Regions from separate parts of the Mus musculus genome. Here regions 2, 3 and 4 are each linked to region 1. A link is a contact called in public Micro-C and promoter capture Hi-C data. All regions are on one chromosome and are shown on one strand. Each heading gives the region's core, a stretch centred on a gene start, on an enhancer-like site or on the middle of the called end of the contact. The rest is flanking DNA. Distances are from core to core; before and after follow the strand shown.

Region 1 (6,162 bases), core at 2,478-4,977:
GGTGAAAGATCTTGGAGGGCAGACAGACCCTGCCAGAGATGCCCGTCACCTTGGTCTTTAGATTCTGCCTGAGCTAACTCCTCCAGAGACTGCTCCAGTACATCAGCCAGCCTGTTCAGGACGAGAGAACGTTCCTGGGGACTCCGGGATGACCAGGCAGGGAAGGCCTCTCTGGCAGCCTCCACGGCAGCTTCAATCTTTGAGGAGCAAAACAGAGATGGTCACGTTAGCACTGTGGTTTCTGAGGGACTAGCAGCATTCAAAGTCCGTGGCTCACTTCAAACCTGATGACCATTCTGCTCAATTTCAAGGATTCAACATGTTCTAGTGCTAAAACTACATACAAAATAGACGACACGGCAGTGCTCGTGGAACCAACAAATAGGATTAAAAACAAAGGAAGGGGTGTTTGTTGTCTGCCTCCCACTGTCCTCAGGCAAATCCAGCCATCTGAGTTCTGAGTCACAGCCACCATGGGCTCTAAGTGATGGGCAGCTGACCAGGGGAAAGCATATGCCAAACCTTTCTTCCTTTCCACGGATTCTCTTAGGGATGTCGTCTCAGAGCCAGTAGCAGGCTGGCGCACACGCCACTGTACCGAGAGACTGGACCAAACTCTAGCATGAACTTCTAGCAGTACAACGACAAGCCAGAGAATGACCCCAGCTCCTGTGAGCAAGCCAGCCTGGGTGCCAGGGATGGAATGGAGGATCTTAAGGGTAGCAGAACAACTGTTCACATGGCTCCGCTGACTGTGCATAGGCAGGATGACTGTTTCAAGGGGTAGCCTGTGGTCCTAGGGAAAAATACCTGTACATCAGAGAGCTGACACGTGATTCTGAGTGGCCGCATTCAGTGCACAACAGCAGAGGCACCAGCAATTTAATTGGGGAACAGACAAAAGGTATTTCACAAAATGATGATGTATGAGCATGGTGAATACGAACAGGAGACGATGTCCAGTCTTAGCCGCCACTGTGTTCTGGGCTGCTAGTGCGGTTCAGTGGCATTTTCCTAGCATGCCCAATGCCTTCGGTTTGATTCCCCAGAACCACAAAAAGAAGTGGGGGGGGGGGGAACAAAACAAAAACCTGGCAATCTCAAATACTGGGAAGGATGCTAAGAAAGGAGACCTCCCATCCATTACTGGTGGGAATGAGAAAGGTGGGGCCCTCTGGCAGAGCAGGACAGTGCCAAACCTCTTAGGCAGCCACACACACACACACACACACACACACACACACACACACACACCCTCCCCCCACCCACTGCCCTGCTAGTCAGTAACACCCTCCCCAGAATTTATCCCAGAGAAATGAACATTTTATTTTCATGCCATTAAAATAAAAGGTGTCTGTAGCAGTGATAGTGCAAGTGACCAGCTCTCCTTTGCTGGGTGAAGGGTAGCCAGCCAGCTGTGGCAGACACATGCTAGCTGCATCCTTCTTTGCACTAAATGGAGCAAGCTACAGCTGCTCCACCACCGAGAGAGCTGCAGAGCTGACAAAAGTGCAGCCCGCTGCCTTCACCCGGGCAGCTTTTCCTTTTACAGAGAAAGCAACTATGGCCTGAGCCAGTTGGGCTGAATGGGGATCTAGGAGGGGCTGAGGCTACATCTCAAAGGGATTGATTGAGAGGCAGCCACTACACACACACACACACACACACACACACACACACACACACACTGCCACACCAGCAGCATGTAGTTCTAAGGTAGGTCAGATGCTCAACTTGCAAACTCAGAGTCAAATCCATAGACAGGAGCTGGGGGTCAGGAAGAGGAGCACGCACAATCTTTACCAAGGCATCTAAAATGCAGCCTTCAAGTAATTTGGAAAGAGTGATTTTAATTTTAAAAGAGGAGAATTCTCAATCATTTCCCAAAGAACATATTGTTTTTTTATCTAGTGTGGGATAGGAAAGTTGTCTAGATGTGTCAAACTTCCAAAGCTCTTAATTAAGAGCTGACAGTTTATAAAGTCAAGTCTTCACTGTGTGATCACGTCCTACGGCTGTCCCTGGCACTTGAAGTGACTAGCTCATCTCCTAACTCTACACCCCAAGTGCTGAACCCCTGTGAAAAGATCTTTTTGACCTCCATCAGAGTCTTGACCCACAGGCTGAGAACCACTGTTATAGCATAAGTTTCCTCGCCCTACCCATGATAGAGGCTTCTGTTGGAACGGGAGTGTGGGGCTCCCAGGGTAAATAAGCAGATGCCCTCTTGTGGCCAAAACGTGATGCACTCAGAATGCATCTGAGTGCTTTTCTGCCCTCCTGTATGGTTCAGATTAAGTCTACAGGTTGTACTATCTCAGTTTGCACTGCATGCAAGCAAGCGCGCTCGAGCAAGCACGCACACACACACACACACACACACTCACACAGGCCCAAAATTCGGCACATATCTTGTAAAATCAACAAAGACACAGCTTTTGTGGAACCCAAAATATTTGCAAACTGGATTGCTGAGAAAATAAAACATACATATTACTGGAAAAGCAAAAGCAAATATGTTTTATTCTATTTCCTGAAGAAGTGCCAGCCGGTACCACACTCCACCTGCATCTCCTCACTTTGGAAACACCAGGAGATGGAGAAGAGAAGCCTTGGTCTCATGCAGTTTGGGTCATTGGAAGCAAGCAAAATTGCTGGTTACAATGTAACTAACAAGTTACCCAATATTCTTAAACTTTAGTACAGAGTCTAAAGTTGTTTTTTTCCTCTAGAAGACAGATTTAAAATTTACCAGTGAAGAAAAAAAGTTGAATTTTTGAAGAAAAAACTTGGCATATAAGATATATTTATATAGGAAGATTGGAATTATATTATAATCGAGTTGTTTGTGCCTTGAAAAGAATAAACAATGGGCGGTTTGCATTTGGTAACCACACACACATCAGTCACTCAGCACACCAAACATTTTTTATTCTCAGTGCAATAATTCATAACATTAAATATATCTCAAGCATTTTACAAAATTCCCCAAGTGACTTAATTCTTCATAACTAGAAAAGAAAGAAAAAGGAAAGAGAAAGGGACATGAACCCTCATTTTTTAAGTTGTTAAGTTTAATGAAATGACATGAGAGTTTAATTTTCAGCTTCATTACTCAAATAACTGGCTTTATTAGACTGGGTATTCTCAGAGATATGAGGAACTATCAGATGATGGTCTAAAATAAAGTACTGGGCTTTTGTTTTGTTCCCAATTTAAGTTTTCAAGATTTATTTTTATAAACCCATGGAGCCAGTGGGCACTTTGTAGAGAGAAGGATGCATTTCATATCGTAAGAGTTCTCTATAACTATTACAATCTGTCTGAGAATTACAAACATTAAAACCACTGTTCCCACAGCTAACAACTTTCTCTTGAACATAGTAAACTCAGAGCCATTCCAGCTCAGACCAGTCCATTCATATGATAAACTACCTTATAAAATGCTACATTTTCCTTCATCCTCTCCCCTTTAGTTTTAGAAAATGGTTGTCTACAATTTGTCAACACAGTAAATACGTTTTAGTTTCCCAAGTGAATAGACTTACCTCTTCTTTCCCACTGTTTGGAACTTTGCAATAAACTTCCCCTGTTGATGGATCGTAAGAATCTATATATGAGTTACAGGGTAAAAACTTCCCACCTATAAAGTTCTCCAACATCAAAAGTTCCCTTTTTCCAGCCATGTTAGGAAAGTGCCCTCTGTGTACAGCAGCCCTCTGTGACTGCCCTCAGGACTTTGGACACCCTCATCTCACCCCCAGGCCCAGTGTCCTCATTTGCATATCCGAACCTGGGAGGAGGAGACCCGCTGCGCTTCAGAACTTTCCTGATTCCAAACTCGGATGGTTCTTGAAGGCAACTCATGGTCCATTCTGAGAAATGGGCACTGCATTAAACTAACATCAAGTTACATATGTACAATGTCTTCAGATTGTCCTTTCATATCAACTGTGTGTGTGTGTGTGTGTGTGTGTGTGTGTGAGATGATTTTATCGGCACTGCACCATAAGTGCCCACTGTTTAAACACGAAGTGCAAAGCATAAAGAAAATTGGCTCCACAGAATATTGTCCCATGCAGCAATCCTTACTTCCTCCTTTCTAGGGAAGGCATTGAGCCTCTGGAAGGTTACACAATGTGGCCAAGGTCACACATGAACACTCAAGTACTGACAGGAAATGAGAAGAAACTTTAGCTACATTTACACCTAACAGCCTGTGAGTCCATCTCAGGAGGATGCATCCATGTCCCTGTAGGGACTGGCCACAGGAGCAAGGGAGCCGTCTTCACTACCCGGCAATGCCGTGGTTTGAACGCTCAGAATTCGGGCACGTTTAACCCTCCAGTGGCAGTGTTTAAGTGGGCACTCCTGGAGTTAAGGTGCTGCTCACGGCCTCGGTGGTGCCTTCGAAACAGGCTATGGGTCATTTGTGCCTTCTGCCGCAGGAGCACAGCTGCCCTGCCTGGTGAGGAAGTGGCAGAGGCAGGGGATATTTACCATACACAATCTCCTCACACCAACATCATGGGCTTCCCAGTCTCCAGAACAACAAGAATTCAGGTTCTCTCAAGTGATCGATTTTCAGTTATTCTGTCACAGCTGAACAGACCAGCACATGGCCTCTGAGAGGACAGGACACACCACCGTTCACTCTGCTGAGGCTCCATGGATAACCAAACTCTCTTGTGCATCATAGCGCTTGTTTTGTATTTTGCAAGTAACCCTCTGAAGGTCTTGTTCCTTCTGTTCTCCATGTTGCTATCTCCCCATCCTTCCTGTACTTCACGTCTCCACCTACTGACGGCTGTCTGTCGTCTTTGGCGTCCCATTTTCACCACAGTGCATTTGGTGAGAATTTGTTCTTAACCGTGACTGGAAGAGGCTGCTTTTCTACCACTGGCTTTGTCTTTCACCAGTTGTGGAAATGTTTTGGCTGCTGTATTGCTGTGTTTCCATTCTCTGTATTTCTACCTTGTAGAATGTTTAAAATGTAAAGAGAGCATCTTCAATTTCTTACTGACCATGAATCTCCTCCCTCCCTGTCTCTGTCTTTCCCTCCCTCCCTCTCTCCCTCCCTCCTGGCCAGCTTCTTCCCCCTCCTCCTTTGACTCTGAGCTACACTCTCCAAATCTTGCCTCTACTCTCTGTCCGTCCCCCAGCCCCACAACAGGGCTCCTATGGAGCTGACTCCTCCAATGGCAGCACCTGCCCTGAACTCTGTTTCCTCGGCCTGCCAGCCAACACGCCATTCCCTAAGGTCCCTGCAGGCCAAAAGGCAGAATTCACCCTCTCACACTGGCCAGCAGGCTACCACTGCTTCCGGCTAGAAACAGAACAGAACTACGGGGGCTGCCTCCCACTCCCTCTGTCCCTTACGGCCCTATGAAACTTCTGTGCTTGTTCCTTTGAGCTTTTCTTTAAGATTGGAATTTCATCTCCTTCTGCTTTCCAAGAAAAAACAAATGGGGAAAACAGGAACCCATCTGCCAGAGCACACAACCACCTCATGGCAGAGCAGGCCCCTCGCCCCTCCACCTAAGCCCACCAAAGAAAAAACACACCTGAAGCCAAAGGTTTTCAGGGTTTGTTTAAATGCTTAGAAGTTCTCCTAACAGGAACACCTGTAACAATGTTTGTGCTTTTCAACCCACAATTTTCTCTCTTCTTTATTTAAATGTTTGTTTTTCTCCCTAGCATTCATGTGTTACCAAAAAATTATTCAACTCACTTTACATTTCCTTTAAGGTTCAAAAGTCATCTAATCTACGTCCACAGGTCAAATCAACTATGCTGATTACCATCCTTCAGTCCTTAATTGACAACCAGTTTCCTTTTATAGACAAACTGTTACTGCCTATCCTGGATGCATAATTAACATGATATTTTCTCCCTCCGCCATCCAAAGCAGACTTAAAGGATGCCTTCCGGGACTAAATTCCTCAAACACCGGTGCTTTTCTAGGATCATAACAGTCTCCCACAGCCCCCTGCAGACAGGTGTGTGGCATCATAGGCAATACCCCAGGCTCCTGGTTCTTGTCTGGACTCCACCCCACAGTTACCTGGCAGCCAGGTATGCTCCTCCCCACAGTTACCTGGCAACAGCCAGCGTGGCCCAGCTTACTATAAAAGGAGCTGCTTGCCCCCTCCTCGTTCTTTT
Region 2 (6,162 bases), core at 2,567-5,066, 980 kb before region 1:
TGGCCTCTGCTCAGCTCCTGCTTCCTGACCTGCTTGAGTTCCAGTCCTGACTTCCTTTAGTGATGAACAGCAATGTGGAAGAGTAAGCTGAATAAACCCTTTCCTCCCCAACTTGCTTCTTGGTCATGATGTTTGTGCAAGAATAGAAACCCTGACTAAGACAATCTGTATGACAAGAACTTCAAGTCTCTGAAGAAAGAAACCAAAGAAGATTTCAGAAGATGGAAAGATCTCCCATGCTAATGAATTGGTAGGATTAACATAGTAAAGTGCCCATCTTGTCGAAAACAACCTATAGATTCAATGCAATCCCCATCAAAATTCCAATTCAATTCTTCATATAGTTAGAAAGAACAACTTGCAAATTCATTTGGACTAACAAAAAACCCAGGAAAGCTAAAACTATTCTCAACAATAAAAAAAACTTCTGGGGAAATTACCATCCCTAACCTCAAGCTGTATTACAGAGCATTAGTGATAAAAACTGCATGATATTGGTATAGTGACAGGCAGGTAGATCAATGGGACAGAATTGGTGACCCAGAAATGAACCCACACACCTATCGTCACTTGATCTTTGACAAAGGAGCTAAAACCACCCAGTGTCAAAAGGACAACATTGTCAACAAAAAGTGCTGGTTCAACTGGTGGTCAGTGTGTCAAAGAATACAAATTGATCCATCCTTATCTCCCTGTACAAAGCTCAGATCCAAGTGGATCAAGGACTTCCATTTAAAACCAGATACACTAAATCTAATAGAAGAAAAAGTGGGGAAGGTCCTCGAACACATGGTCAGAGGGGAAAACTTCCTGAACACAACACCAATGGCTTATGCTCTAAGATCAAGAATTGACAAATGGGACCTCACAAAATTGCAAAGCTTTTGTAAGGCAAAGGACACTGTCAATAGGACAAAAGGGTAACTAACAGATTGGGGAAAGATCTTTACCAATCCTACATCCAATAGAGGGCTAATATCCAATATATACAAAGAAATCAAGAAATCAGACTCCAGAGAATCAAATAACCCTATTAAAAATGGGGTACAGAGATAAACAAAGAATTCTCAACCAAGGAAAATGAAATGGTCAAGAAGCACTTAAAGAAATGTTCAACATCCTTAGTCATCAGGGAAATGCAAATCTAAACAACCCCAAGATACCACCTCACACCAGCCAGAATGGCTAAGATCAAAAACTCAGGTGACAGCAGATGCTGGCAAGGATATGCAAAAAGAGGAATACTCCTCCACTGTTGGTAGCTGGTACAACAACTCTGGAAACCAGCCTGGCCGGTCCTCAGAAAATTGGAAATATATCTACCAGAAGACCCAGCAATACCACACCTGGGCATATACCCAAAAGATATCCCAACATGTAATAAAGACAGATGTTCCACTATGCTTTTTTGCACCCATATTTGTAATACCCAGAGCTGGAAACAACCTAGATGTCCTTCAACAGAGGAATGGATATGGAAAATGTGGTACATTTACACAATGGAGTACTACTCAGCTATTAAAAACAATGACTTCATGAAATTCTTAGGCAAATGCATGGGACTAGAATATATGATCCTGAATGAGGTAACCCAATCACAAAAGAACACACATGGTACGCACTAGCTGATAAGTGATTAGCCCAAAAGCTCAGAATACCCAAGATACAATTCACAGACCACATGAAGTTCAAGAAGGAAGACCAGCGTGTGGGCCCTTCTGTTCTTTTTAGAAGGGATAACAAAATACTCACAGGAGCAAATATGGAGACACAGTGTGGAGCAGAGACTGAAGGAAAGGCTATCTAGAGACTGCCCCACCTGGGGATTCATCCCATATACAGACACAAAACCCAGACACTATTGTGGATGCCAAAAAGTGATTGCTGACAGGAGCATTATACAGCTGTCTCCTGAGAGGCTATGCCAGAGTCTGACATATACAGAGATGAATCTTTGCAGACAACAATTGAACTAATCACAGGGTCCCCAATGGGGGAGTTAGAGAAAGAACTGAAGGAGCTGAAGGGGTTTGCAACCCCATAGGAAGAACAGCAGTACCAACCAACCAGAACTACCAGGATCTAAATTACCAACCAAAGAATACACATGGAGGGACCCATGGCTCCAGCTGCATATGTAGCAGAGGATGGCCTTGTGGGGCATCAATGGGAGAAGAGGCCCTTGATCCTGTGAAGACCTGATGTCCCAGTGTAGGGGAATTTGAGGTTGGGGAGGCAAGAGTATGTGGGTGAGTGGGGGTACACCTTCAGAGAAGCAGGAGGAGGGGGGATAGGACTGGGTGCTTCAGGGGTGTGGTGGGGGCATCTAGAAAGGTGATAACACTTAAAATGTAAAAAAAAAAAAATCCAATTAAAAAATGACTAAGAAAAAGGAGGAGGGGTGGGGAGGCTTCCTTGTTCCTGGAAGCATCTGTTGTGATCTCCTGGACAAATACCATGGGAAAGTGAGAAGAAAGGTCAATTGCAAAGAGTTTCGTGAATGGCAGAAGGCTTGTGAGGAATCCCTTGGGAAGGCAGTCTCTAGCACAGCCTGCCTTAGGTCCAAGACTGTCTCCTGGTCTTGCACTGCTCCCAACACACCCAATCCTAGTCACTGGGTTTTAGGCTTCCTATAGACCCAGATGATTCTGAGGGCATCACCAGGTACACCCTCCTGCCCTGTTGGTTCTTCATTCCTGCCCCTCCCCCACACTGTAACTTTTCCCTTATCTCTTCAATCCACTGAAGCCTGGGTCATGGAAAGCCAGAGTTCCCAGTTGCTGTGGTGCTGGACTGAAGAGTGGGAAACCCTGGAGTTTTTGGTACCCCAGGCCTGGGAACTGACTTAAGCCAGTTTCCTGTTCCTTGCAGCAACCCTGGACCATATAGGCCCAGGGAACTCACCATCTAGCCCGTTGGTGTATCCATAGCTCAGTAGAATTAACAGCTTCTGAATCATAAAATGATGGCGCTTGGTCACTGCTGCCTTGGCCATGGTTTCTTCTGACAGATGTGACTGTGGCTGCAGGGAGAATGGGGAAGTTAGCATGCCCCTGCTGTAGCCCCAGTGCAGACTAAAGCAAGAGTTCCAGGCACCTGGCTGTGAATTAGGGCCTTCTCTGCTCTGACCCTGCATCTCCCCAATCCACTTTTCCTTAAATTTCTTAGGGGATCACTCCTGTGCCTTGTGGCTTGGAAACTCCCTCTCTGCAAATCTTGGCCCCTCTCACACTGGGTCAAACTGAGGTTGCAGCTAGGAACCTGACTACTAACCAACTAAAAATCCTGAGGACAGAGTTGTACTAGGCTCCCGTGCCCCACCCGCGGTCCCTTCTTCATCTCACTCACCAACAGCTGGGCCCTCAGGGACTATTGGCAATAGTGTCAGGAAAGGTGAAGAAAGAAAAAAGTTGGTGTCTTGAACTGCAGCCTCTGAAATCTGCAACAAGAGTTGAAACATTTATGCGGGGCCACACCCACAGCCTTGAGTACCTAGAGGAGTTAACAAATCTTTGCTCTAGCCACTTCCCCTGATTCTTCTCTAGTTTCAAGTCAGTCTCCTCTGGACCATCCTTCTAGGATGGCCTGGGATCCCCAGGCAGCTGTTCCTCACTTCCCTCTGTGCTTCCCGTCTCTGTCTCATTTCTCCTCCCTCAGAGAAATTTTGTCCCTTCCCTATCACCCTCTCACGTCTTTTGTACCCTCAAATATTTGTTGTCCCACTGCTTTCCCACCCCCAACTCTCCTTAGTCCCTTCTCCCCATCCCGTTACCCTCACCCTCCGCAATAGCTCTGCTCACCGCCACCCCTCTTCCCTCCAAACCCTCCCGCTTCCTCCCAACCCCGCCCCTTCCGTCTAACCCCACCCCCTCTTCCCCCTCGCGCCAGCGAATGCTGGTGCTTTTCTGTTTAGCTCTGTCCTAGGGGAATCTAAGACCTCGTGAAAAGTTCTGCAGTCGCAGTTTTCTTCCAATTAGAAGCTTCTTCTGGGGCCTGAAAAGATGCTCAGAGGTTAAGAGCACACACTGCCCTTTTGGGACCCAGGTTGGATTTCCTGCACTCACCGAGCAGCTCACAACCTTCTGTGACTGCTGCTCCAGGGGATTCCAGGCAGGTTTCTGACCTCTGCACACACTGCATACACATGGTGTAGAAACACAGAGAAAAAAAAACTCATGCAATGGAGATAAAAATAACTGAATCTTTTTCTTTCTGTTGTAGAACAGGCTTCTGCATAGGGAAAGTCCAGGTCCCTGGCAGATCATGTGGGAGTCACTTTTTTTTTCCCCAGTCTGTTTTACAGCTGCACTGTATATTTGCAAAGGTGTGTGTGTGTGTGTGTGTGTGTGTGTGTGTGTGTGTGTGCTTACAGGGCAGAGATTAACCGTGTGTGTGTGTGTGTGTGTGTGTGTGTGTGTGTGTGTGTGTGCGTGTGTGTGTATCCACAGGTTCCATGCATGTTGCTTTAAGACACAGGGTCATTTACTAGCCCCAGCTGTCTGTGTTGGTAACCATGTCAGAGACCCAGATCTGAAACCCACATGTCCTAGAACTCCCTCTGGAGGCATTTCCAAAGAGGTGTCTTTTCTCTTAGGAGTTCCTCTTTTCTGACTTTCCAAATCCTTTGTCCACAGCTATACCATCAGCCCCATGCATTTATCCACTAATGTTACATCAGGCCCTTGGAAGCAAATTTGTGAATCTGTTCTCATTTGTGTGTGTGTATGGGGGTGTGTGGGTATGAGTGTGTGGTGGATTATTAGATAAGTACATATACAAGACAGAGGTGACATTTTGGTGAAGATTCACTGGTGCCATCTAACTTGTGGGTTATTCCAGGTAAAGATGCTCAGAGCTTGCCTGTGTGGGATGAGCCACAGCTAATGACTGCCTCTGTTGAGTCTGATAGACCCCCTATGTAGTCCCCACACATTGGCTTGGGGACTTCCTGCAGGGAACTCAGAGCAGCTGTCCCTCCTCCATGCTGAGGCTGATCTACCTGACTGAGGTGAGCATGTCTCTCCTATGGAAACACTCTGATGAAGCACAGTCACTCACCTTCTCTGTCCTTTGAGCTTCTTGCTAGAGTGCTCCCAGCTGTGTTCAAGTAGTTGCTTATGTGCCATTTGGTCTGTGGGTCCAGCTGTGAGCTGCACCTATAACGATGCCTTACTCAGATTTAAGTGTATTTTGTGTAAGAATTTCGCATGATAATATCCTTCAAAGGGTGCCATCTTAGTTGGCTTATAAGTATGTAAAAGTTCATATTATTTTAAAATTGATTCTATACAAGTGTGAATATATAGAAACCTTGAACTATGCCACCAAACAATTTAGGTGTGATGTTTCCATGTTTTAGTGAGTAAGAATTTACCCTGACATATCATGCTCCAGCTGCATCCTCTCTGTCGAGGGCAGCAGTGGTTGATGTGGACATCCAGGCTTTTAAGGCTGGAAGAGAAAAGCCTAAATTGTGTCAAGACTCTTTCTTATAACAGAAAGTACAAGAGGAAGAACCACAGAGACTGAGAAGACACAACAGTTAGAGGTGGATTGCTGATAAAAAGAATACTTTCATATAAACATGGAAGTCAATGATCAGGTTTTATGATTTCTTTTTTTTTTTTTTAAATATGGTGGTGGGTAGTCTTTGTTAACTTGCCACAAACTAAAGTCATCTGAGAGGAGGAAATCTCAACTGAGAAAATGCCACCATAAGATCAGACTGTAGGCAATTCTGTAAGGCACTTTTCTAGTTAGTGATCGATTACTGGTGGGGGTCCAGGCCACTGTGGAGAAGCCATCCCTGGACTGGTAGTCTGGGGAGCTATAAGAAACAGGCTGTGCAAGCCAGGAGTATCAAGACACGAGTCAGGACCCCTTCATTATCCCTGCATCTGCTCCTGCCTCCAGGTTCCTGCCCTTTTCGAGTTCTTCTCCTGATTTATTTGGTGATAAACAGTGATATGGAAGTATAAGCCAAAAATAAATCCTTTCCTTCCAAAGTAGCATTGGTGATGCTGTCACATCACAGCTATAGTAAATCTAAGGAGGATATTATATTTATATGTATATACATATGCATGTATATATAATGTATATGTAAAATATATGATTCATGTAATATATATAAATATATACCCCAAATTAGGATATTTTATA
Region 3 (6,162 bases), core at 2,705-5,204, 930 kb before region 1:
ACCACTCATCTCCACAGTAAATGCTGTGATTTTTTTTCTGTCTCACGTCATTATTATCCTGGCACTCAGGAACAACCCCTCGATGCTACTGTGAATGTTTAGAGTGGTAGTTTAAAGAAGACTCTCAGAGCTTAAGAATAAGGAAGACCAAACTGTAGTTGCTTCAGTCCTACATAGAACAGGGAACAAAACAATCACAGGAGATAGAGGGAGAAAGGGACATGGGAGAAAAAGGAGGGGGAGAGAAAAAAGGGAGCAAGATCGGTCTTTGGAAGGGACAGGAGAGAAGTTCAAAGGATCATTAAATTGAATAGAAGCATGTAGCAGTGGGTAATGAGGAACTGGTCCTAGACTCCAGGGAAGTGAGAGACTCCCAAGACCCAATGGGGATGACATTAGCAAAAATACCCAACAACGAGGAGATACAACCTGTACAGACCACCTCCAGTAGATTGAAACTGGACCCTGTTGAGGGATGGAGCCACCCACACATCACAAAATTTTTAACCCAGAAATGTTCCTGTACAATGGAAAGACAGGGACAAAAAATGGAACAGAGACTGAAGGAAAGGCCATCAGAAATTGTCTTGCCTAGGGTTCCATCTCATCTGCAAACACCAAACCCCTACACTATTGCTGATGCCTAGAAGTACTTGCTGTCAGGAGCCTGGTATGGCTCTTCCCTGAGAGATTCTACCAGCACTTGAAAAATACAGATGCAGATACTCACAGCCATCCATCAGACTGAGCTCAGGGACCCAAATGGAAGTTCTAGGGGAAGGACTGAAGGAGAGGAAGGGGGTTGCAATCCCATAGGAAGAACAATATCAACTAACTGAACCCCCCAGAGCTCCCAGGACCTAAACCATCAACCAAAGAGTATACATGGAGGGAACCATGGCTCCAGATACATATGGAGCAGAGAATAGCCTTATATCATCAATGGGAAGGGAGGCCCCTTTTCCTGAGGAGGCTTGATACCCCAGCATAGGGGGATGCTAGAGCAGTGAGGCAGGAGTGGATGAGTGGGTGGAGGAGACCCCTCATAGAGGCAAAGGGGAAAGAAGAGAGGGAGGGTAGGATGAGGGGTTTGTGGAGGTATAACCAGGAAGGGGGATATCATTTGAAATGTAAATTAATAAAATAATTCATAAAAAGATAAATAAAAATAAAGGAAACTCTCCTGCATAGGCTCTGGTCTTTGACTACCCACGTGGTAGCAGCTGTTTAGATAGATTAAGGAGGTGTAATCTTACTTAAGGAAGTGGATCATTGGGAATGTGGCTCTGAAACCCAAAAACCTATGCAATTCCCATTTCTCCATCTCTGCATCTTGCTTGAGGTTTATGATGTGAGCTCTCAGCTCGCTGCCCCAGCCATCATGCCTGCCTGCTGCTGTGCTCCCTGCTGTGATGGTGATGGACTCTTGTCCCTTTGAAGCTATCTGCCCACAACATCTTCCTTCTTTATGGTGTTTTATCATAGCAATAGAAAATAACTAATACAGCAATGATGTCAAAATTGAAGTATTTGTAGGTCACAGAGTCTCAGTTACACCTGTTCATCTCTATTCTTGTAGGTTGAAGGCATTCTGAGATAATACACCCATGAGGAGCAAGACTGGATTTCCTTCTAGTGTTCCATAGCCTGGAACAATCTATCAGCAAGAGGAGTTAAGCCTAGGAAATGGCCCAGAGCAGTTTGTAATTGGAGCATCACCTTGCTTGGGTAGAAGCCAGCCTGGATCCTGAGGTGATAATGGGCTCTGGGACAGAGTGGCATTTGGTTTGCGGGCTATTGGAAGTACCATCAGGCCTCAGGAAGGCATCATGAGATGAGCTATTTCCCACTAGGGTATTAGATGGACATATCACAGTCAGACAAGGTATCCAGAATTGAGACACTGATGCAGAAAATCAACAGGTCCCTCATGTGTTCAGAGCTCCCTAGGATAAAGGGACAAGGACTCTTGACTGACAGAGCATCTAGTGTTCTCCAGATGGTTGTAAATCTTATCTCATCTTCTCTCACCTAGAAAAAAAGACTGAGGTCAGTTCTCCACCTCTCCCTGGGCAAGCACTTCAGGCTTTAAGGAGAGTCCTCTGTGCCCCATGGGATCCAAAGAATGCATTGGACAGCCATGGAGAGACCAAAAGACCTTTAAACCCAGGACCTCCTTCTGTTATTTCTAGCTGACCCAGATTCACAGGCAGCATAGAACCCAGTGCTGCCTGGAAAAGATGTAGTTATCAGAATACTCTTGAAGACACTCTGGGGGGATGGGCACCAATACTGGTCCATGGGAAACACCCTAATCTAGGTTTGAGGACAAGTCTGCTGCTCAGCCATCAGATTGTTGCCTTCTGCCACTGTCACACCAAAAGCAGAACTGAGTAGTTGATGCAGAACTAGAAATATAGTGAGGCCCACCAGACTGAATAAAAACTTAGTGTTGACGTTTACAGAACTAAAGAAGCCACTCCTGCCTAATGAACACCATTATCTGATGCTATCTAGCCAGGAGGTAGATTACATGGGGCCTGGGAACAAGGGCAGAGGTTTCCATAGGTCCCCATCCAGAATCATTGCCAGGGGCCTCCAGAGGACAAGGTGTTTCAGCTCCTAATGAGTGGTCTTTGGGCAGGAGATTGCCGTCTGCTACATGAGGGTCTAAAAGACACTCAGTGGATAGAAAAGTGAGGAAGGCTAGAAAGGTAGGGAAGGGAGAGCAGGCTGGTGGCTGAAGAGTCACACAGACACTGAAGCTGAGCCTGGTGGCACACACCTGTAATCCCAGCATTTGGTTGAACACAAGAGACAAGGGATTGTTTCTGATTCTACAGTGAGAGTGGTAGTGTGAGGCCTTGCCTAAAAACAAAACATCGAAACGAAAGGAGGAGATGAAAAAAACAGGGGTGTAGGGAGTAAAAGTGAGAAAGTGGGTGGTGTGGCTACCTTGTCCCTCAAAGTACCTGTTGTGACCTGCTAGAAGTACCACAGGATGGTGGGAAAGAAAGTTCAAGGACAAAGAAGTCCCTGTGTGGGGCTTGGGAGGAATCCAAGGAGAAGGAAGTCTTCAGAGCATAGCCTGCCTTACATTCTAGCATTGTCCCCAGTATATCCAGTCTGGTGACTGGTTTAATCTCCCTGCAGACACCAGGTGTCGGGGGCATCACCAGATGCTTGTTTCTGCCGGCTGTGCAATTTATCCATGTAATTCCTCCCACACCATCCCTGCCATAACTTTTTCATGACTTCCTTCTTCAAACCACTGAAGACCGGGTGGTGTGGAACTATGGAGAGCCAAGGTGCCAAGTCACTGAAGGAAAGAAAGAGAATTCTAGCAGCTTCCCTGTAGCCCAGATGTGAGCTTCCTGACTTAAACTAGGTCCATGTTCTGTTACTCAACCCCCTCCCTGTAGACCCTGAGTACTCACCATCTGCCAGTATGGTCCCCAGATAGCTCAGCAGAATGAAAAGGCTCAGAATCAGGCAATGGTTGCTCTTGCTGGTGGCTCCCTTTGCCATGGTCTTCCCTCAGACCCTGCTTGCCTATGGTGTGACTGGAGCTGCAGAGAGAATGGGGGATTCCACAGTACCAACCCCCCCCCCCCACACACACACACACACACTCCCAGCAGGCAGAGGACACTGCTCAGAGAATTCTGAAGAAAATCCAGGCTGTGGATTAGGCTGTGAACTATATGTATGTTTGCTCCATCTTTTCCTATTGGTCTCAGGGAATCTCTCTAGGAACCTGATGCTCTGATCATCCCTTCCAGGGACCAAGGCCCATGTCACTCCAGGGTTTCTGGGGGTGGTGACTGTTTTGTAGGGCTCCCACACCCCACCGTCCCTTCATCTCACTCACCAGCAGCTGGGCCTTTAGAGTCCCTTGGGAACAGAGTAAAGAAACAGAGGATGAAGTGGGTGCCTTCACCTTGATTTGCTGAGGCCTGCAACCAGAGAGTGAGAGAAATTTATACCAGGCCAGTCCCCATCCGGTGCCAGGCCCCATGCACAGCGTCACTTCTGGGAGGTCCTCACTTAGCATGAGCTCATCAAAGTAGGTGGCCCTGAATATTGCCTGTAGGAGTTTCCCCTAGCTTGAGACACGCCCTGTTTCCCTCAGTCCTTCAGACTCCTCTCCCTCACTTCCTCTTTTCTTCTCCATCTCAGACTCTTTCTTTGCCCCTCCAAGTCCCTTCTTCATCACCCCCTGGCACAGACTCACGGATTCTTTCCTGCCCCATTGCTTGCCACTCTTGCCCTCCCCTCATAGGCAGGCTCCCTTCACAGCCCCATTTCCTTCCTTCTAGTCTCTCTTGAAGACAATTACTCGCTTGTCGGGAAGGAAGATTGAGGTTTTCCCCTTAGCTCTGTGACACTAGAACCATAGACCTTGTAGAAAGTTCTGCAATCAAAAACTTTTTTGCACTTAAATTGTCTTCTGGGGCCTGAAGAGATACTCAGAGGTTGAGAGGACCTGCAACTCCTTTCAGGTACCCAGATCAGATTCCCAATGCACCTACAACAGCGCCCACCCTCAGGTTTTCTTCTCTTTTGTTTGGTTTCTCTGTGTAGCCCTGGCTGTTCTGGGACTTGCTCTGTAGATCAGGCTGGCCAAGAAACCAGAGATTCACTGCCTGTGTCGCTAGAGTGCTGGGGTTCAAAGTATGTGCCACAATGCCTGGGTAATAATAACTGTCTGTAACTGTAGCTCCAGGGAATTAGATTCAGGCTTCTGGTTGTCATGGGCACTGCACAAACATGATGTAGTCATACACAGGAAAAACACTCATGTACATCAGTCAAAAATGAAGGAAATTTTTCTTTCTGTTGCAGAACAGTCTTCTGCCGGAGAAACGTACAAATCCTTGACAGAACATGTGTGAATCAGGCCTTTTTAGTGTGCTTTTGGCTGTGAACTGTATGTTTGTTAAGGGGTGTGTGTGTGTGTGTGTGTGTGTGTGTGTGTGTGTGTGTGTGAGAGAGAGAGAGAGAGAGAGAGAGAGAGAGAGAGAGAGAGAGAGAGAGAGAGAGAAATGTGCCTGTCTGTCTGTCTGTCTGTCTGTCTGTCTGTCTGTCTATCTGTAGTGGGGTGTTGGATGTGTAAATATATAGGACAGAGATTAACTCTGGGTGAAGATTCACTGGTGCCATCCAACTGTGGGTAATTCCAGGTAAAGAACTTGGGATGCTCAGTGCTTGCCTGTGTGGGATGAGCCACAGCTAATGACAGCCTCTGTTGAGTCTGACAGACCCCCTATGTAGTCCCCACACATTGGCTTGGGGACTTCCTGCAGGGAACTCAGAGCAGCTGTCCCTCTTGCATGCTGAGGCTGATCTACCTGACTGAGGTGAGCATGTCTCTCCTATGGAAACACTCTGATGAAGCACAGTCACTCACCTTCTCTGTCCTTTGAGCTTCTTGCTAGAGTGCTCCCAGCTGTTTTCAAGTAGTTGCTTATGTGTCATTTGGTCTGTGGGTCCAGCTATTAGCTCACAAACATCCACAGCACAGTGGTGTACAGATCTACATATGAACAAATCACTTGTGAGCATACAGTAAAATACATAAATCTAAAACTTAGAAACTCTGTTGACTCTCTGAAGGCCATCATATTTCAGTATGAGCATGTTTTCCCCCACCCACGTGGAGAATACTAACAATTACATACAGTCAATTGATGACTTTGATTAGTATGACAATCAAACAATTATAACAATATTCCTTGTAATCAGTGAACTCAGTATGTGTCTCCTGCAATGTCTTGTCTTTGTTGACAGTTTTGCAAACCCAGATCTTCTACCACTTTGGCTGGGTTTTTGGTAAGTATTTAATTCTTTTTGATGTTACTGACAGTTAAACAGCTCTCTTAATTTTCTGATCATTGGTTATTAGTGTGTGGAAATACAACTGATTTTCTTGTTTGCTGATTTTTTTAAATTCTACAACTTTATAGTCGATTTATTACTCCTAATTTCACTTTGTTGGGCTCTTCAGCGTTTTCTAACTTTACTGTCACGTCATATGGGAGGAGGGACTCCTTAACTTCTTCCTTTCCAGTCTGGGAGCATTTCATTACTTTTTTTAGGCAATTACTCTAGCAAGGACTCTAGTGCCATTTCGAGTTCAGGTTGTGAGCGTGGGCATCTTCC
Region 4 (6,162 bases), core at 2,506-5,005, 550 kb before region 1:
TATCATCTTCAAAAGAGGATGATGCTGAAGTAACCCTCTGGTGGTGTACTGGCTTGAAACAGCACACTGGAAGACCTACAATTGTTGCACCTTACAGAAATGGTGGTTTTTAAAGACTGTTTTTCCTGGCCCTGACCTACCTTTGCCTCTCAAGGGCTGGGACTAAACACATGTACTACTTACTGCCCTAGGGCTCTTTATCACTGTATTGACAGTAAAATACAGCCTAATTGTGGGGCTGTGTTTGCACTTTAATCCCAGCACTGTGAGTTCGAGGCCAGCCTGATTGATAGCCTGAGTCCCAGGACAGCCAGGGCTACACAAAGAGAAACCCCTGTCTCAAAAACAAATAAACAAAAGAGATAATGAAAGAAATATATAGATTATACGTAATGCCTTATATAAAAATAAATATAAACCTAATTAAATTACAAATTCAAAATATAGCTTTACCTTAATCCTCAGTCTTTAAATAAAACCCCTTAATTTTTTAAATTTTAGAAGCTGTGTGATAAATTCGTTATCTTATCTTCCTGAAAATAACAAAAATAAAAATAAGGAAAAAGAAGAGAAGAGAAAAGAAAAGAAAGGAAAGGAAAGGAAAGGAAAGGAAAGGAAAGGAAAGGAAAGGAAAGGAAAGGAAAGGAAAGGAAAGAAAAGGAAAAGAAAAGGACTCTCTTCCCAAATTCTTTTAGAGTTACAGGAGAACGCTGTAAGTGGGTCAAATTGTGTTGAACTAAATATTATCGGTAGCAGCAAGTCTATCGGTGATGAGTACAATCCACTGTGTGCATCATTACAAGTTGATCATGGGGCTAAGAGCACTGACTGCTCTTCCAGAGGTCCTGAGTTCAAATCCCAGCAATCACATGGTGGCTCACAACCATCCATAATGAGATTTGATGCCCTCTTCTGATGTGTCTGAGGACAGCTACAGTATACTTACATATAACAATAAATAAATCTTTAAAAAAAAAAGTTGATCATGTACATTACTGAACACCGAACCTATTCTAGATGACCAGTCGTTGAGCGTCACAAAACCTAACGCAGTTCTAAGAAGGTTCAGTTCCCTAGCAGGGAAAGCAAACCCATGGAGAAATAGGAGTTGGAAAGATTAAGTGATGAACGGGGCATCTTTTACTACAGTAATGCTATGGCACAGGATGGCACATGCCCCTGACTGTGCACCATTACACAGCTGCCAAAGCACCAAGAATGAACTAAAGCTGGGTAGAGTGGCACCTGGGTATGATCCCAGTCCTCAGAAGGCTAAGGAAGGAGGATGGAGAACGTAAGGCCAACCTAGGATACAGAATAAGTCCCCATCTCAAACCAACAAGGACACATTAGTCCCAACATAAACTACAGTGCTGAGTAATGATGTATCTATCCGCTGGGGATGCTGATAATGGAGAAGGCTATGCTCGGGGAGGGAAATGTAAATTATAGAAAATCTTTATACCTCTGCACAATACTTCTATGAGTCCCAAGCTACATTAAAGGTTGATTTTTTTTTTAATTAGATAACACAACAGGAGGCTGGTGAGATGGCTTTGTGGGTTAAGGCCCAGTGACCTGAGTCCTCAGGACCCACATAATAAAGGAGAGAGTGAAACTTATGCAAGTCACCCTCTGACTTCCATATGTGTGTTAAGGTGCATATGCAAGTACATACATACATACATACATACATACATATACACACACACACACACACACACACACCACACAAACACACATGTGCATGTACACACACAAATGCACATATGTACACTCGTACACCCCCAAAATAGGTATAATTTTAAAAGCATAACAGGTGTGTGGTGCAGACCTTCAATTTTATCCATAAGGCAGAGGAAGAAGAACTGTAAATTTGAGGCTAACAAGTTTCAGACCAGACCAGCATTACATATCGAGAACCTAATTCAAAAAAAGGAAGAAAAGAGGAAGAGAAGAAAGGAGATGAAATAAAAGTCTAATAAAACTTGCTGCTGTGTTTCCTACTTACAAGCATTATGAATATACATCTTTTTTTAAATTGGCACCTCTGTCACAAACACAAGAAAAAGGTTTCCAATTCCAGAAGGGCGGGCCCTCAGCAAAATAAAGAACTTACTTCACACCCAGGTTGGATCTCCCAGGAACAGGACTCCTCTGGAGGGAGCATCCCCCTTTGGAAAGCATGGTCACCCAGGCATGATTGACACATGGCCTCAAAGTCTGACTCCCCAGGGGGAAGATGCACCCCAGCAGGGCCAGTGTACTTCAAGTTGGGGCTCTGATGCTTGTCCACGCTGACCATGGGGCTCTTGATCCATCTTCGTACCTGAGAGTGCAGAAGGAGAGAACAGAGAGAGGCATTTGCTAAGGTTGTCCTTTACAGCACACTGCTGGGAGATTTGATGAGACAAAGACTACGATGAGGAAAATTTTGTCTTACAGCTTCTCAGTCCTTCCATCCATCTCTTCTAAACCGGTCCATGCTGGCTGTTCTTCCATCTCCCCAAGCCTCTCATCAATTCTAGGCCTACGATAATGATACTTCTCTTGTGTTGTAACAGTTACAACATTTTCTTTCATCTCTCATGTAACAGTTACAACATTTTCATCGTGCCCTATTGTTATTGTTTGCAGCACTGGGAATTGAATGCAGGACCTCGTGCAGGCTAAGTAAACACTATACCACCGAGCTAGGGCCTCAGTCTGAGAGTGTTTCTATTCTTAAGTCATTATCATTTTAAAGGGGCAGTGCTTATCTTGGCTTACAGCACAAGCAGATGGGATCCATCATGGTGGGCAAGGCGTAGAGACAAGTAGCTGCATAAGTGTGTGTGCAGCTAGGAATCCAGTCCAGGAGTCGAAGGAATGGGAAGCAGGAAATAGAGAGGAAGAGAAGTCCCAAGGCCAGGTACTGGAAAGATGGCTCCCAAGTTAGGAATTTGGACTGTTTCAACAGAAAATCTGAGTTCAGTTCCCAGCTCCCACATTCATTGAGTGGCTCACGGCTGCTGGTACCCTCAGATTCAGGGGGCTCTCAGAGCTCTTCTACCTCCCACATAGAAACAAAAATAAACCTTAACACCTTAAGGTTACTTGGGCGTGCTGATGCACACTTTTAATTCCAGCACTTGGAAAAGACAAGGATAAGTATGTGTTTTTCACTATTATAAAACCTCACTTTTTTTTTTTTTTTTTTTTTTTTTTTTTTAGTGAGGTTGTAGACAGGGATGGTGGCATGCGCCTGTAATTCAAGATCTCAGGAGGTACAGTTTAGATTGCTGTGAGCTCAAGGCTCTCCTAGTCTATATAGTTGAGTTCCAGGCCAGACAAGACTAGAATAAGGCCTTTTCTTTTAATACACACACACACACACACACACACACACACACACACAAAGAATAGTAGCCAGGCTTATTGGTTCATTCCTGCTATCTTGGCTACTTGAGAAACTGAGGCAGGAACACAGAAGTTTAGAGCCAGCTTGAGCTACTGAGGATGCTCCAGGCCAGGATGGGTAAGGAACATTTGAGCTGGACGTACAGTCCCTCCATTTGGGGGCCTGAGGCAGGGGGAACACTTTAAGACCAGCCTAAGCTACAAAGTAAGATTCCGTCTCAATAGCTGGGAGGAAGATGACGCTGGTTGGTGTGATTCTACCAACTGGGAAGAACAAGTTCAAGGTCAGTCTTTGCTTTGCGGGTAGTTCAATGCCATCGTGGGCTACTTGGGAGCCTATCTCAACATTCCTCTGTCAAAAGACTATAACAGTGGATGTTATCAGTACAATGTTTAGACTATAATAGACACAGCTGTAATCTCTGTTAGAGTCAGGGGTAGGTTTTTTTTTTTTTCTCCTGTTTTACAACATACAGTCTTTTACATTTTAAAAAATGTCAGGTTGCATCATAATTGCTGCTCTGGGCTATACTTTCATTTCTTAGGGAATAATTTTATCATTTGCAAAGGCTCTTAAGCAATTAAAACCATATTTCTCTACTTGTTTATATTTGTGTTTTAAAATTTTTCTTTATTTGCCTTATGGATGTGTCCATTCTCCTCTCTCCTTCTCCTCCCCCTCTCTTCCTTTCCCGTGCCCCTCTCTCTGAGAGAGCTTACTATATTACCCAAGGTAGCCTCAAACTTGTGACATTCCTTCTTGCTTTAGTTGTCAGAGGACAGGGATTGAAGCATACCTGACGTCATCATACCTGACTGAAAAAATCTCTTTTCTCTCCTTGTCACTGGTTTTTGTCCCTACTTTCCTTTCCTCCCTTGCCACCCTCCTGACCTCCTCATGCCCCTCCCCAAACTCCCTGCACTGCTCCGTGAGCAGTTGTGAGAGAAACAACCCCTGACCCTTCCTATACCAATGCCCCATCACTGAGCTGTACCCCAGCCCTGAGTTCTTTTCCATGTCTGTTAAACTATCACTTTTGGAGTCTTAGCAGGTATTCATGCCTACGATCACAGTACTTGGGAGGCAAGAGGACCAGCATGAAGGGAAGAAGAACTGATGCCCAAAGGTGTCATCCATCGGGGATGCTTTGTTACAGATGTGCCCACACTTACAAGTCACACTCGCTCACAAGGCACACTCATACAGACACTCACAAGATGTACTCACAAAGTGCACTCACTCACAAGGCACACTCAACAAGCTGCACGCACAAGGCATACTCACACAGGCACACCTACACAGGCACATACATTCACACAGACACACCCAAACACACCATATACGCATACACAAGGAGAAATAAAAATGTTTAATTAAGGCTTAGGGGTACAGCCAAGTGCAGAGTGCTTACTCTTCCTGTGTAAGGGTTGGTCCCAGCATTATAAAAGAAAGAAGTTTGTCTGTTTCATGAGTGCAGTCTAAAACCTAAGATTCTGGGACTAGAATAGAATCTCTATCCTTGATCTAGTCTCAAGTGTGATTTTGTGTTGGAGTTTTAGGCAGCAGTAGTAGATTGCCTCTGTGGCCCCTTGAATGCTAGGCAAATTCCCTACCACTTAGCTACGGCCCTAGCCTTTCAAATGTGTTTCTGATCAACCTAGAAATTACTAAGTTTTATTTCAAATGGAAAATATTTCTTCTTCTTCTTCTTCTTCTTCTTCTTCTTCTTCTTCTTCTTCTTCTTCTTCTTCTTCTTCTTCTTCTTCTTCCTCCTCCTCCCCCTCCCCCCTTCCCCTCCCCCTCCCCCTCCCCCTCCCCCTCCTCCTCCTCCTCCTCCTCTTCCTCCTCCTCCTCCTCCTCCTCCTCGTCTTCTTCTTCTTCTTCTTCTTCTTCTTCTTCTTCTTCTTCTTCTTCTTCTTCTTCTTCTTCTTTTTCTTCTTCTGGCTTTAAGCTTGAAGCTGGTAACGTTTCCTGCTTTATTTCCAAACTTCAATTTGAAGTTAATCTTTTTCCTCTGGATTTCTTGCCATCCCTTTTACCAAGTCTATTTAGCTTTGCAGGGATGAGGTACAAGATGTGAGCTGATCTGTCTTCCATTTTATTCACAAGTCGCAGGGTCTGACTACAATTATTCTTGGAGTGTGAAAGTGTAAATCTCCCCTTGCCGCTACGAACACTGAATTATAATTTTTTTTAATTAGGTATTTTCCTCATTTACATTTCCAATGCTATCCCAAAAGTCCCCCATACCCTCCCCCACTCCCCTACCCACCCACTCCCACTTTTTGGCCCTGGCGTACCCCTGTACTGGGGCATATAAAGTTTACATGACCAATGGGCCTATTTTTCCAGTGATGGGCTACTAGGCCATCTTTTGATACATATGCAGCTAGAGACAAGAGCTCCGGGGTACTGGTTAGTTCATAATGTTGTTCCACCTATAAGTTTGCAGATCCCTTTAGCTCCTTGGGTACTTTCTCTAGCTCCTCCATTGGGAGCCCTATGATCCATCCATTAGCTGACTATGAGCATCCACATCTGTGTTTGCTAGGCCCCGGCATAGTCTCACAAGAGACACTGAATTATAATTTGAGGTGTTAATATATAAGACAGGACATGAAGCAGGGTTCTTCCAGGGTTGAAGGCCCCTGTTTCCACCAACCTGAGGCCAGTGCTGGGCAGTAAAGGTGGAACTGTGGCTACAAGGTGTCACATGAGTGGGCGAGTCCCCAGGTCTGCATTTTGGGAGGGTGGAGGGTGGG

What was found. Promoter capture Hi-C pulls out the DNA fragments that hold promoters and counts their contacts. A called contact is a pair of places that touch in the nucleus more often than the background predicts.
Region 2: a promoter capture Hi-C map of embryonic stem cells shows a contact between it and region 1, with 20 times the contacts expected there. The contact joins the promoter of Raet1d here to the promoter of Aldh8a1 in region 1. A contact is called at or near these places in 6 of 39 promoter capture datasets (the 3T3-L1 cell line, cranial neural crest, embryonic stem cells and 2 more).
Region 3: a promoter capture Hi-C map of embryonic stem cells shows a contact between it and region 1, with 6 times the contacts expected there. The contact joins the promoter of C920009B18Rik here to the promoter of Aldh8a1 in region 1. A contact is called at or near these places in 2 of 39 promoter capture datasets (embryonic stem cells and hippocampal neurons) and 1 of 115 datasets of contacts at active chromatin or transcription factors (astrocytes).
Region 4: a contact with region 1 is called in a Micro-C map of granulosa cells, with 2.2 times the contacts expected there. The contact joins the enhancer-like site here to the promoter of Aldh8a1 in region 1. A contact is called at or near these places in 16 of 39 promoter capture datasets (the 3T3-L1 cell line, 3T3-L1-derived adipocytes, the C10 cell line and 9 more), 3 of 484 Hi-C or Micro-C datasets (the 3T3-L1 cell line, the AtT-20 cell line and granulosa cells), 3 of 115 datasets of contacts at active chromatin or transcription factors (VIP interneurons, astrocytes and pancreatic cancer cells) and 3 of 9 other capture datasets (embryonic stem cells, liver and macrophages).

The regions. Positions count from the first base shown.
Region 1 is chr10:21,374,865-21,381,026 of GRCm38.p6, reverse strand. It overlaps Aldh8a1 (aldehyde dehydrogenase 8 family, member A1), which reads right to left and starts at 3,727. Exons shown (of 7, transcript NM_178713.4): 1 at 3,549-3,727; 2 at 50-197. The coding sequence starts at 3,686.
Region 2 is chr10:22,359,548-22,365,709 of GRCm38.p6, reverse strand. It overlaps Raet1d (retinoic acid early transcript delta), which reads right to left and starts at 3,816. Exons shown (of 7, transcript NM_020030.2): 1 at 3,801-3,816; 2 at 3,349-3,439; 3 at 2,905-3,022. The coding sequence starts at 2,995.
Region 3 is chr10:22,304,574-22,310,735 of GRCm38.p6, reverse strand. It overlaps C920009B18Rik (RIKEN cDNA C920009B18 gene), which reads right to left and starts at 3,954. Exons shown (of 3, transcript NR_015465.3): 1 at 3,872-3,954; 2 at 3,438-3,569; 3 at 1-2,031. Gm26740 (a long non-coding RNA gene) reads left to right here and starts at 4,354. Exons shown (of 8, transcript XR_003948845.1): 1 at 4,354-4,502.
Region 4 is chr10:21,924,509-21,930,670 of GRCm38.p6, reverse strand. It overlaps Sgk1 (serum/glucocorticoid regulated kinase 1), which reads right to left. Exons shown (of 14, transcript NM_001161845.2): 2 at 2,120-2,329. Among named protein-coding and RNA genes, the nearest start is that of Gm46215, 45 kb to the right of the region's middle. Within about 2 kb of position 3,755, at least 1 of the 459 cell types and tissues checked has an H3K27ac peak or open chromatin away from gene starts, as enhancers often do. A contact at or near this core is called in granulosa cells, where this site is marked.